Regions from separate parts of the Gossypium hirsutum genome. Here region 1 is linked to region 2. A link is a contact called in public Hi-C data. All regions are on one chromosome and are shown on one strand. The core of a region is the stretch at or near the end of the contact, and the rest is flanking DNA. Distances in the headings are between cores, read along the strand shown.

Evidence for each region. Hi-C and Micro-C count contacts between places; a contact is called where the count stands out from the background.
Region 1: a contact with region 2 is called in a Hi-C map of leaf, with 1.8 times the contacts expected there. The contact joins two enhancer-like sites. A contact is called at or near these places in 5 of 34 Hi-C or Micro-C datasets (hypocotyl, leaf and seedling).

What each region holds. Positions count from the first base shown.
Region 1 is chrA13:88,039,750-88,046,543 of Gossypium_hirsutum_v2.1, reverse strand. No RefSeq gene overlaps it. Among protein-coding and RNA genes, the nearest start is that of LOC121212455, 22 kb to the left of the region's middle. Within about 2 kb of position 4,748, at least 1 of the 9 cell types and tissues checked has an H3K27ac peak or open chromatin away from gene starts, as enhancers often do. A contact at or near this core is called in leaf, where this site is marked.
Region 2 is chrA13:87,923,327-87,930,487 of Gossypium_hirsutum_v2.1, reverse strand. No RefSeq gene overlaps it. Among protein-coding and RNA genes, the nearest start is that of LOC121212431, 53 kb to the right of the region's middle. Within about 2 kb of position 3,962, at least 2 of the 9 cell types and tissues checked have an H3K27ac peak or open chromatin away from gene starts, as enhancers often do. A contact at or near this core is called in leaf, where this site is marked.

The DNA.
Region 1 (6,794 bases), core at 3,499-5,998, 120 kb before region 2:
GATTGCAAGAAAAATGAGAAGCAAGGAGAAAAGCAAAGATGGTAAGAAATACCAATAAAAAAAAATTCAAGGTTACATTATAAGTATTTTAAGTATTGAAATACACGTTAATAAGTAGAATAGAATGTGAACTAGAGCAAGGCGTAATAGCCACTGACACGAATTTAGTAACTTCCAATTGAATACGAAAATGACCATTTCTCAAAGCATCGCTTTAAAATATTTCATATGTAAGCTTGAAGGACTTTCAAAAAATTTCTTATCTTCTAAGCTAGCTATACCTTAATCACCTTCACAAAAGCTTTTTAGGAAACCAACGAATTCGAAAGGCTTTAAAAATAATAATAGAGCCGAAGTCACACCACAACTTCCACAAAACAAACATTTTATCAAACACTTAATCATCATATTTGGAAACCACATACAAATGAAAGTTGTCACCTCCGTTATCAACAAATAGATCTCACCGGAGTTACACTATTGATCTCAGCTTACTCTACGGCACCAAAGTATTCCGACAAACTAGTACAATTATAAAATAGTTTGTTTACAATCTAAAATGCACTCAAAACGAGTTCTTCTATTGAACGAATAAGTGCTGTCAAAAACTCATATATAAATCAATAAATAAATCTTCAATATATAGAGAGCTGTCAGAGTTGTGTATCCTGAATAGTATGATCACCATAGAGTACTTGAATTACACCTCAATTAAACTCTTCAATATGGTATGTGATAAAACAGATCTTCACCAATTAAACTTTTACTGTGATAAGTGATAAAAGTAACCTATTTAAACCTCATTCTTAACATGTTTTTGGGGGATTATCCTATGTTAATTGTGAATTTTATACTCCTAATCCTTTAAATTCATGTTTTAATGCTTAACAGAACACTTGGGAGCAAAAGGAGCGAAAAATGGAGCGTCGGAGTAAGCTGAAGGAGCCACATGGGCTACACCTTTCACACGGCCAGACCACACGGGCATGTCATAGGTCGTGTCGATTTCACGAGATTGCACACTGAATAGTGGAAAATTACGATTTTTAGGTTTTTCGAGCATTCTAAGACGTATATATGACAAAAATAAGAATATAGGAGAAGACTGTTAGAGAATACTCAAGAAAATGCCTCGAAAAACACCATTGAAGCTGATTTCTGTCAAGATTGAAGATTTGTGGTTGATTTCTTAGAAAGTTATCATGAGTTTCTTTTATTCTTTCAGTTATACTGTATCTTTGATTTTTCTCTTTTCAAACTTTGACTAATTTTCTAAATACCTAGTAGAGATGAACCCTGTGATGAAGTTTGTCATTTGATTTATATTTTACGCAATAAATACTTAGTTTCTTTGTTTTCAATTATATGTGCTTAATTCACTGTTTGATATTTCTACAGTATTAATCCATGTTCGATGTGCTTAGATCGGTGGTTAAATAAACCCTGTTTAAGATTAAATCTTGTATAGTTGAGTGGAGTTGCATGCAATCTTAGAAATAGTACTACATAAATCTACCGATTTAGAGTCAAATCTAATAAGAGATTTCATAGTAGAAGTTAATGCGATAATAAGTATTTTAATAGAAGGAAATTTTAATTAATCAACCTAGAGTCAATTAATCAATGTGCTAAGTAAAAAAATTGCATAATTTAGATTGATAGTGACAGATGAAATCTAGGCGGATTCTTACCAAGGCATTGTTTCTTTTCTTGGTTTTTATTCGATTATTTTCGTGTTTTATTTTTTGTCACTTTTGTTAGTTAATTTTAGTTTTAATCAATCATTTGAATTATTCGGTTAAATAATAAAAAGACGATAATTACTAGTATTTGTAGTTCTCGTGGGAGCGATATATTTGCTCACTGTAACTATACTATTAATTGATAGGTGCACTTGTTTTAGTAAAATTTTTAGTTAATTTGGTGACTATCATACTAAAATAAAATCTCTTTAAATACAACAAATAAATTATACTAAGAATTCTTTTCAATAATCTTGCTTAACTGAATCTCGAATCATAATCTCGAAAACTTTTATCCACTATCCTTAAAAAAAATGCATAAAAATAATCAAAATATAGTAACAAGTAAGTTATATTTAGTCCAGTTGCAAACTGAATTGCAAGTGACACCTAACAAAATAGAAACAAAGGTTGAGGCCTTTCTCGGTAATATAAAAATACTTATTGCAGAATCATCTAAAGTAGGAATTAATTGTCCAATGTAAATTTATTCTTAAACCATCCAATTACAAAAAATAAAACTCAAACAGTATATAATAGATCCATAAAAAAACTACTATTTCAGTATCTTTAAAATATATAATTAATTTATTAAAAAGTAAAATAAAATAATTAAACCTTTTTATAAAATATAGTTAATTACAATTTTATTATTTTGTTTTATTGAATTTGAGTTTGGGTTAGTCTCGTATTTAAAATTTTCTATTTTTCATGTTAGATTTTTTTTTTGAAGTTTGAATTTTCGAATTATTTTTTAAAATTCAAGTTTTTCTTTTTCGAATTTAGATAAAATCAAATTGAAATAAATTCAAATTTAAATTTTTTTACTCAAATATTCGAATTCAAAGTTTTTTTTTTTAACAACATCATTATAAATTTTAACCATATTTGATATTTTTGACATAATGCCTAAAACTAATTATAACCATATATAAATGAGAGGATAATGTGCCCATATATTTTTATATTAATAACAATACTCATACCACTTAAACTAATACTTAATCCACTTCTTACCCCAAAGTTAAATAACAATGACATCAGTAATAGACCTTCCATTCTCAAACAATGAATCATGCGTATATTCTGAAACCACACCGCACAAATTTTATTTATTTATTTATGAACTGGCATTTGGTTTGGGAAATCATTTAACTTTGCTCTCAAAAACTTAGTTGCAGAAATATGTAATATATTATAAAAACCTCAATTTTCTTTTTAAATTTCAATGTTGGAATCTATTTGTACAGAAATTAAATTTTTGTTAAAGTTTGAAAGTCAAATCCCCAATCACGAATTGATGCAACATTTCAAAACATTCACACTATAAAATTGAGTTTTAAAATTCTAAATATTAAAAAACTATAAAAACATAAAAAAAAATTAAAGAAACAAAGAAATAAAACCTAAACCTTAAATATGATTAGAATTCTAAACAATACATACTACAATTTTAATCTTAAATTCTATAAATTATTTTATAAAAAGAATATTAAGAAATACTAAAATTTGTGGCGTAAATTTGTCTGTGAATTCTTTTGAGTCTCACATACTGTTATATAACAATTTTCCATTGCATACTAAGAAATTAGCAATCATTTAATGATATTATATTAGTAATTAATTAATTTTTAACATCTTTTAACTTTCTTAACATGGCATTCATGTATATCTCATGATAGCAATTAACTAATTTTTAAAATATTTTAAAACATATATATTTATACTTTTTAAATAATTTTTAATTTTTAAAAATAATTTTTACAAATTTTTGAATTTTTAAAAATTTAAAATTAATTGTTGATGCGGCCACATTTATGTTACGTCAGTAAAGTTACTTTTTCATCAATTTTGGAATAATTTGACAAACAATATAAGTTTAAGATATAAAAGAGATGAAAAATTAAATGGATAACTAAAATAATTTTTTTTTATAAAGTTGAAAGCCTAAATAAATCATTACACTAAAATTTAACAGTGTTAACCAACTACCAACAAAAATAAAATTTAGATACTAAACTAAATATGGATTCTCAACTTCAAAATATTAACATATGCATTAACCCTAAATTGATTATAATTTTACATGAAAGCGTAATGTTAGACTTTAAATTAAAATGTCTAGACTTAAATGCAACTAGATGTGCTCATGGGTCGGGTCGTGCCGAATCTAAGTATGATATTAAAATGCTTTATGCTTGTTGAAGCATGATCTGGCCTGAAATATGAGCATAAAAATTTGCCTAAACTCTCTCATATTTGTAAAAGACTAACTCAAACCCATTTTAGGCTTGGCCGCCTATATTATTAATTTTTTAAATTTTTTTAAAAATATTTATATTTTATTATTTTAATATTTAAAAATTTAAAAGTTTCATTCATATTTTATTTATTGAAATTTTTTATATAGCCATCTTAATATTATTTTAATGTTTACATTAGAGTAGCATTATATATTTAGTATAAGTTTATTTTTTAATGTGTTCTAAATTACATAATTTATAAAAATAACATAATATAAAGTATTATAATATTAAAAATGGGCTAAGATCAGGCTTTAAATGTTCAACCCCGAAATCGACCCATATTTTAAACGAGCTTATTTTTTTGCCTAAGCTCATTTTTGGGCCTAATATTTTTGTCCAAACCATCCCAAATTTCGGGTGAGCTTTTGGGCTTGGATGTGTAATCCGACCTATGAACATGTTTAAATAAAACAATGGTTAAAACTTTTATTAAATATCTATTTGACGGTTTAAACCGTTACCCTCATTTCCTACTTGTATAAAAAATACATTAAATTAAAATTATTCAAAATATTGAACTTGAAGACAACTTTTAAAGTAAGATATCAATATCTAAAATGATAAATTTAAGGTTAATGGCATGAAAATCTCCTCTACTTAAGTGTTTGTTTTAATATGGTGCTCTTACTTTCAAAATGTCTAATGCTGTTTGTTTCCGTTAACGCACTAATGCTGTTTGTTTTTTACTGACTTGTCACTTCGGACAATATGGGGCTGCCACATGGCAGTTTGTTGACTATTGATCGACCATGCGGGGCCCTTTCAGCAATTCTTTCATTTTCCTTTTTTCCCATAGAAAAAAAGGAATAAACTTGATATTTTAATACTAAAATTGGGTTACTTTGTTTGTTTGTGGATATTTTCGGATATTTTCTTTCATTATTTGTTGAAATTGGATATTGATGATTCCTTTCCAAATTAGTATTTTTGGGTTAATTTCTGGGTCTGATGAACTGTGGGTTTGTTGTTGAAACTAAGAAATGAGATCCACAGTGGAGAAGATGATGTTTGTACCATTGAGGAGATTAAGAATCAAAACATGCTCAAGAAATTCATGGTGCATAATCCAAATTTTGACTTCACTAGTGCCAAGATGATTTGTTCCTTAGATTTCTTGTTTGGTCTAAGAGGTAGTAAAGATCAATATATTGTTAATGTTATAAACTATTTGTTTATTCTTTATCCATATTTAGTAATAAAAATAAAATAAATATTCATAAAAGAAAAGACAAAAATATTGAGGTTCTCTTTTCTTCTTATTTCAAATTAATAATTTTTTTTAAATTTTTGAGAAAAAAAATTTAATGAATTTATAAAAAGATTGTATTTTCAAACTTTAAAAAGTTTTAAATAAAACGTTTCACTTTTTATGGAAAATAAAATAAAAGGCCATAATTGCTCATAAGGGCCTGATTTTATTTCTATGAGGGAAAAGAAAAAGGAAGAATTGCAAAAAAAGCCTCTCATAGCCGGTCAACAGTAAACTGATTGCCACATGGCAGCCTCTAATTGGCCAAAGTGACATGTCAGCAACTGAACCAAAATAATTAACAGAAATAAAATACAAGTATCAAATTAGACATTGAAAGTATTGGTACACATTAGAACAAGCACTTAAGGGCTTTTCATGCCATTAACCCTAAAATTTAATTTAGATCAACAATAATTCTCAATAATTGTGGGGGCACATCACACAAATTTTGGTGTTAGTCGGAATGATATCAATCAGAACCCATACTTACACATGCAATCATATAATAATATTGGCGCAATATAAAATATATATAAATACAATATATGTGAAAATCTATTTATAAAAAATAAAGACAAGGAAAAATAATATAACACTTAACACAACAAAACTACACAAATTATCAATATATAAATGGGATAAATGTCAAATTGTATATGAACTTTAGTCCAATTATACAATTTGATATATGAATTTTAATTTGGTGCAATTATACACATGAAACTTTAATTGTGGTTCATATATATACATAAAATTTTGATTTTGATTTAATTGTACACATTTAAAGAAATGAATATATACATTTATTTTCATATTAGATTAATATAATTGTTTGTGTTTGCAATATATCAATCTAAAATGGTACTAATTTGATAATGCTGTTAGTGATTCGTGAAAACTTAATCAAATCAAAATTTCATGTATGAAATCAAACAAAATTAAAGTTCATATACGATATTGCACATTAAATCAAAGTTTATGTATAGTTTTAATATTTATCCCATATATAAACCTTCAATGCAATTATAATATATAATATATAGTAATTATTAAATATCTTTAGAAACAAATTGCATGCAATTTCTCCCCAATTTGATTATAAAATCAATCAATCATGTGAAATAACATTTATATATACCTTGTTATTTGATTTAAGTTTCTAAACAGCTAAAGTAAAAGATGGGTATCTTAAATGTCAACCCGAATGAATTTTTTTTAAAAATTACATCATGATGCATTTGGGAATTGAAAAACAATATTGGGTATTATTTTATTGATCAAATCCTGCCAACTTTTAATGGACAAACCATGAGTAAACTTTTGTGATAGTGCCTATTTCAATATGGGAAATAAAGAAAAAAAAGAAGTTATATTGTACTAGTGATGTGGTGATTACAATTACTTTGCTTATCCAATTGATAAAGCAAAAGCTCAAATTCTTAATTAATTAGTGGAATTGCACACCAAGATTTAGTTTTTAGATCATATATATAT
Region 2 (7,161 bases), core at 2,713-5,212:
TTAATGATAAGCTAATAAAACTGAAAATGGGATAAAAGAATATAAAATGCCTAGAAAACAAGTTTGTTAAATGTTGAAAAGTACTTAAATTGCCACTACGATTTGTAACAAGTCAATAGTAAAAATGTAATTATACTATTTTAATAGCATATTTCTTTATAATTTAAAAAAATAAATTAAATTTTTATCATTTTGGAGATAGCCAAAGTACAATTTTATCAATACTAATTTAAAATTTTATAAATTATAAAAGGGTTAAAAAATAAAATTCTTATTTTAAGGGCAAGGCTCTACCAGTCCTAGTTTTCCATGAATAAAAGAATAGGGATTAATTTTTTTAATGGATTTAAAAAATAAAATTTTAGGGTTAGAATTTATTAATTATATTAAAACTATCTACAAATTCGAACTCTAGTTAAAAGTCATCTAATTAATTAAAAACAATGAATATATATTAAAACAGTACAACAATGTTTCTGAAAAAGAAAGAAAAGAGTAGAACAATGAGGGCCAGCGCAGGCTATTGTGGGACTTGGCATGGCAATTGCCCACCGACATTTTTTTATTTAAAATTCCGTACAACCCCCAACAACACAATCGACCTAACAAAAGGAACCAGCTTTTTAGTACTATTTTCAATTAAATAATAATATTTTAATGGTATTATTGACAATTGAAATTTGAAATGTTTATTTTTAAGGGTAAACTCCATAGGTTGTCATCCAAGTTTTAGATAGGTTTTATTTTTGTTAACTGATTTTAAAAAAATTATTTTTAAAATTTAAAATTTTAGTTATCCATCATTAAATATTTAATGGTAAGGACATTTTTTGTTGGCCTAATAATAAATTTAGTTATCCAATATTTATATATTTTATCAATTTAATTTCAAATCTAAAAATTCAACAATTTTAGCACTTATTATTTATAAAATTTGTCATTTAATTTTACTTCTAAAAAATTTAATAAATTCTAATCCTAAACATTTACAAAATTTGTGAATTTGAATAAAACTCCATTCTTCTATCAAACTCCTTAGTAAAATTGTTTTCAATCAAATGACAATCACGAAGTTACTTTTCGTGTTTTCACAGATATAGTTAAGGTTGTCAAGTTGGAGCATATTATTTCTTTTAAATACTTTAATTACAAATATATTTTGATATTATAAATTTTAAAAAATATAATAATTTAGTTTAATGATTATATTTTATTTTTAAATGTACTAAAAAAATAAAATTTATTTAAAATATCAAAATCTTATGTTGACAGTATCAAAATATATGCATCGATTTTGAAGTAATGCATTAAAACATGAAAATTTTGAGTGAAACAAAACTTGAGATATTAGATACGGATGCAAAACAGAAATAGATGTCTCTTTTGAGACTTCTAGTTTTACAATTGCTAGCTAGTTGTTATGGTTATTAGTGAAAGCAGATGAAATTGGCTCCAAAATTGTAAAGTTTATCAGTTGAGGGCTCAGCACTTGCAATTTCCATCATATCTAATTCAATTTTTCATGTGTTCTAAAAGGTTTAATTTCTCACACTTTGATTTTTTTTTCTACAAGTAATCAACAATCTTAACCTTCTCTTTTACAATTTTTCACTATATTTTCCTTTTTCTTGTCTTTGGGTTTCATTTTCATTCATTCTTTATATTTGCTAGATCCATGAGTTATTTAATACTTTTTGATATTATATCAGAACCTCTTGCCTGACCACTCTTGATTGTGGTTCTTTGTGTTTGGCTCTGTTGGTATAGACGTCCATAATGGACACCCACACTGTGAATAATCATCACCATTTTTTCTGCTAAGTAGATTGCCATGTTTCTGATAATTATCTTGGCCTTCTTCCTATGGAGAGTAAGAATAAAACTAATGCATTCAAGTAGGTGTTTGCAAGCCACATCCAAGAATTCAAAGTTGGTTTAAATGGTTCTTAATATATAGCAACAAGGAAGTTTTTGTCAAATCGATCTTGTAGGCATAACCCACTTATGTAAAAAAGTGTGTTCTTACTCCCTAATTCGGTTACTAATGCTATAATTGTTGTTATTTGTAGATTTTAGTGGGTAGAGAAAAACGAAGACCATGAGTGGAGAATGTTAGCTCAAGACACAGTTAGAATGCCGAAAGGTATGAGAGCCTTAGCTTTCGATATGTATGGCTCTTTGACCTTACTCTCTTAGAAAAACAAATGTGGAGACTACTACTTCATAATAAGCATACCTTGTATTCTAACCTAAGAGAGTGGAGAAGCCTTTAGTTGTTAATTTGGACTAATATATTGTCGGCTTTGAATGCTTTGTCTGGTCTAATCTTTTGGGAGATTAATAATGGGGATCCTGCGGGAATTTGGGGAGAATAGTTGAGGTATGATAAATTTGGATGAGAGGCCATTGCCTCACAATAGGTGGCATTTATGAATGCACAAGTTAATGCTAATTTATCATTGAGGTTAAAAAGTATTTTTGAAAAATATTGTGAAAAAGTACTTTGAAAAAGTTTGACAGTTTTTATCATTGTTATCAAATAATATATTTGAAAAAATAAAATGTCTATTATAAACATGATATTGTAAAGTAAAAATTATGTATTTAAATTATATTTAATTTTATTAATATTATTACGAAACATATGAACTTAAATGATAATAAAATATTAAAATAATTTATTAAGTAATTATTTTTTGATATATGGAATGCATGGAATATATAAATTAGTTAGTATTATGAAATAATTAAGATTAAATTATGAAAAAAATTATAATTATTCAAATGTAAAGTGTTCTCATTTTCATGTGGTATTATATTATTACCACAATGCTAAATTATTATTTTAATATTAAAAAATATTCAATTTAGATTATAGTAAAAATATAATAAATTAATTTATAGTAACTCATTTAATATTGTGTTTCAACATGACGATGTAGTGATTTAGAATTATTATATAACTGGTATATACTTTATTAAGATAGGTTATAATTAATTTTTATTACGGTCTGATGAATTTATGTCATACGGATTATTGCGAAAATCTATTAGTAAATAGAAGAATTTGTCAAAATAATCAAACTCTTTGGGAGGAGACTTAGACACGCGCGAGTTCATTCCAACAACGGTAAGGATCACTTCTACAATGTCTAATGACCATGGGTGTCAGCGGTGTGGTGCTCCTAGTGAGATTATGGTGAATGCACTTAGGGATTGCCCAATGTCTCGAGAGACTTTGCAACTTGGAGATATTAATAATGATTTGTTCTTGTGTAATGTTTCCAAGTGCATTGATTGGATGGAGTGAACTTTGTGCATCATGGATCATGAAGCTTTTACGAGTTTCTTGATCTACGGTAACTTTGGAATGTGCGCAATGCGGAACTGATACTTGGCCTAGAACATCAAGGGGCTGGCAATCTGAATGTCGTATCCATAATTTGAGCAGACACCGTCTCTTGCCTCATAGACCGTGACTTGTTGGATGGAGAGTGCAAGAGGAATCAGCATTAAACATAAAATTTCACCAACTCACTCAGTTACATGTTTTCAACATTCTCATATAATGCAAATCTCATCTTCAATTTGTTTTTCTAACGCGGTAGTGAAAATGTGGTTAACAACTCCCAATCACCCCACCGACCACGAAAGGAAAAAAATCCAATGCGAAGGAATAAACTATAGGACAAAGTTGTAGGGCAAGTCTTGATAGTTCAGTGATCAGAAAAATATAGTTAATTGAGTCGGGGAAACCGTACTATGCCCCATCACGGACAGAATTGTTGAGTAATTATTAATTTGGAAAACAAAGGCAACAATTCGTTGTTTAAAAATGGCCCACAAATGTGTAAATGTTGACGTAGAAATGGTATCATTAATTAGGGGAAGTGTGGTCAGTCTTGGATAAAGTTAGGAAGAAGGTGGTGCCCTCCACTTGGGGTTATGGAGGCTGTGAAAGACTGCTCAGCAATCAGCATGCTTTTCTGGATTTTCTCACAGATATGGTTAGCAGTTCTATGACTATAAGCGTTGAAGTCAAAATGAATTCAATTCCACCACCCCCCCCCTTTTAATTGGCATATTGAATTATTTGGCCCTTTAACTTTACAAATTTTCATTTTAGTCCTCTATTTTATTTTTCTCTCTTTTAACTCTTTAACTTGCATTATTTATTAAATTATCTCAAAATGAATAGAAAAGTTAACGCTTGTTAGCTTTGCTGACGTAGCATTCATGTGTATGCTACTAAGCAATTAATTATTTTTTAAAATTTTTAAAAAATATTTTTGATATTTTTATAATTTTTAATAATATTAATGATTTTTAATTTTTTTAAAATTATAATTTATTTTTTAATTTAAAAAATTAATTAATTGCTGATGTGGCATACATATAGATGCCACATTAGCAAAATTAACAAACATTAATTTTTTTTCAATTCATTTTAGAGTGATTTGATAAATAACGCTAATTTAAAGGATAAAAAATACAAAAAAATTAAATAAAGTATTAAAATAATTTTTTTTTCTAAAGCTAGAGTGCCAAATAACTTTTAATTTTTATTTCGGTATTAAATATTTGGGATATGGAAATTTGAATGCTTCACAGGTTTTCATTAAAAAAAAGCGAAAAATTATATTTTATGCCTTCAAATATTTTCAGTATAGTTCTTATAAAATCTACAGTTGATAAGACTTTTAATTATTCAACATGTATCATTAACTTAATTTTCTCTACTTTTTTCAATCAATTAAATGAATATATTTATCTTAATTATTTTATTAATATTTTTCACTCTATGTCTGGTCATAATGGAGAAAAAACACACACTATTACAATGTTTAATACACGTTAGGCATTACTTTTTTTCTTTTTTAATTAAATGCATATATATATATTTTTACAATGATGTTTACAAATTAATTTATTTATGGGTAGATAAATATTCCGCCAATAGATTGCAACATGGATATCATATACATACTTCATTTAGATTATAAATTTTTTTATCTGGTTACTAAGATAATATGTTAAAGGGAAAAAGTTAGTGTACTAACTTAAGCAATAAATAGCCCATTATTTGTTAGGTGAATTGAAAAGAATGTAATAGTTATATATTACTTTCTTTGGTTAGAGTATTAAACAAGTAAGACATTGGTATTATCTTGGAAATGTCATTTTTCCCCAGATAAGACAAAAAACCAATAAATCATTTTTTGGTCCAATTAGATCACTTGGGAGTTTCTCGCATTTGACACGTTCAAATCCCCAAACAAGTGTAAGGAAAAAAATCATATCTCGTATTACAAATCAAATAATATTCATGTTGACAGTGTGCCTACCCAATTAGAAAAGGAAGAGGAAATTGAGCTATGATGCTTTCAGCTAGAGAGAATGAGAATTTTGGAACCAATATTTAAGTGGGAAGTCAAGAAATTTCACACAGATTATAAATTCATAATTTATATTTTCTTAAAAAAATTATAAGAGTGGAACCACAATGATATAAATTTAGATAGTGTCTATATATATGTGATAAAATTTAAATTAAAAAAATATTGATTGAAAATTCACATATAATTTACACAAAATAGATTAAAAATAGCCATAGTTATAAAAATATAAATGCATGATAAACCCAAATCAAAATTGGTTAATTTTTTTAAAACTGAATTTGAAAATTTTAAATAGATTAGCCATAGTTATAAAAATATAAATGCATGATGAACTTAAATCAAAATTGGTTATTTTTTTTAAATGCATAATAAACTTAAACTAAAATTGACTGACCTAAAAGACAACCAAATGAAGCAAGAAAAAAGAAAAGAAAGAAAAAGTTTTTAATATATTTTTTCTAACTACCTCATTACACATGAAAATGAAGGAAATAAAATGCCTTCTATATATATAAGAAACACGGAGGTTTTTAATAGTTTTGCCTCACATTAAATTATTTCGTTAATATATATTTATATTTTTATTAAAATATTAATAAAAAAATATATATTTTAATTAACACATTGTTACAGGTCAATTTTAGCCCAGACCAAATCAACCCAAAACAAACCCAATACCCATTAGCCCATTGCATTCTAACCCCAAATACCCATCTAAATTAACCCAACAACCCAATACAATCCAAACCTAATTCAGAAGTCCAACTACCCAAATCCAAAATTTTTTTAAAAAAACTTAGTCCACAACCTAAACTTTTCTCAACTAAACCCTAACTCTAGCCTCCCCACTTGCCTCTGCCACCACCTGCCCACTGCAGCATTGGCCACCAACTCGGGTTACCTCTACCTCCACCGCCTCTGCACCTGCAACCATTAAAAGCCGAATGAAAAGACGATTGAAATGGGTTTTTTTTTACATTAATAGAAAAAGATAAATAGTTTCAAAATACAACAACAAATATTCATAAATCATGATTCAAACATCACAAAGATCAAGAGAATATCATCCAAACAACAAAAAAAACGATCCAAAATCAGAAATCAAAAAATCAAGAGGCAAATACCCAAGGTGATTTTGGTTTTCTTTTCTTTTTTTTTTTTATTTTTTATCTATTGATTTGTATGCATATTTACATTATAAATATATAAAAAACATAATACAAAAAAAATTTTACCTTTTTCACGGTGGCCGGCGCCGGCGACAGTCCGATGACCAGATGGTGACCGACCATACGGCCGGAAATCTCCCCTCTCCCCCTCCCCTCGCTCTTTTTTTTTCTTTTTGGTGCTGCAAATGAATTTTTTTAAAAAAATTGGCTTTTTTATAGCCTCCCAAAACAACGTCGTTTTGGGGGCTGCCCTTTAACCCCAAAACGACGTCTTTTTGATGCGACCCGGTCTGACCCGACCCATACCCGCTTAGGATCCGTGTGTTTTTGACGGAAGGGCTAATTCCACTTTTAGCCCTTCCGCTTTTTTATAGCTTTATAATTCAATTTTCGTACTTTTAATTTTGCCTAGAAATTTTGTTTTTGTTTCATTTTGGTCCCTCTGCTGCTGTGAGTTTTAGGCTGAATGGTTTATTGCCCGATCTAGTCCCTCTTTTTGTTTGCATGTGCAATTTAGTCCTTTCCCCTTTATTTCCTTTTAAATTTGCCCCAAAACTTTGTTATTAGTTCAATTTTAGTCCTTTCTTATTTAT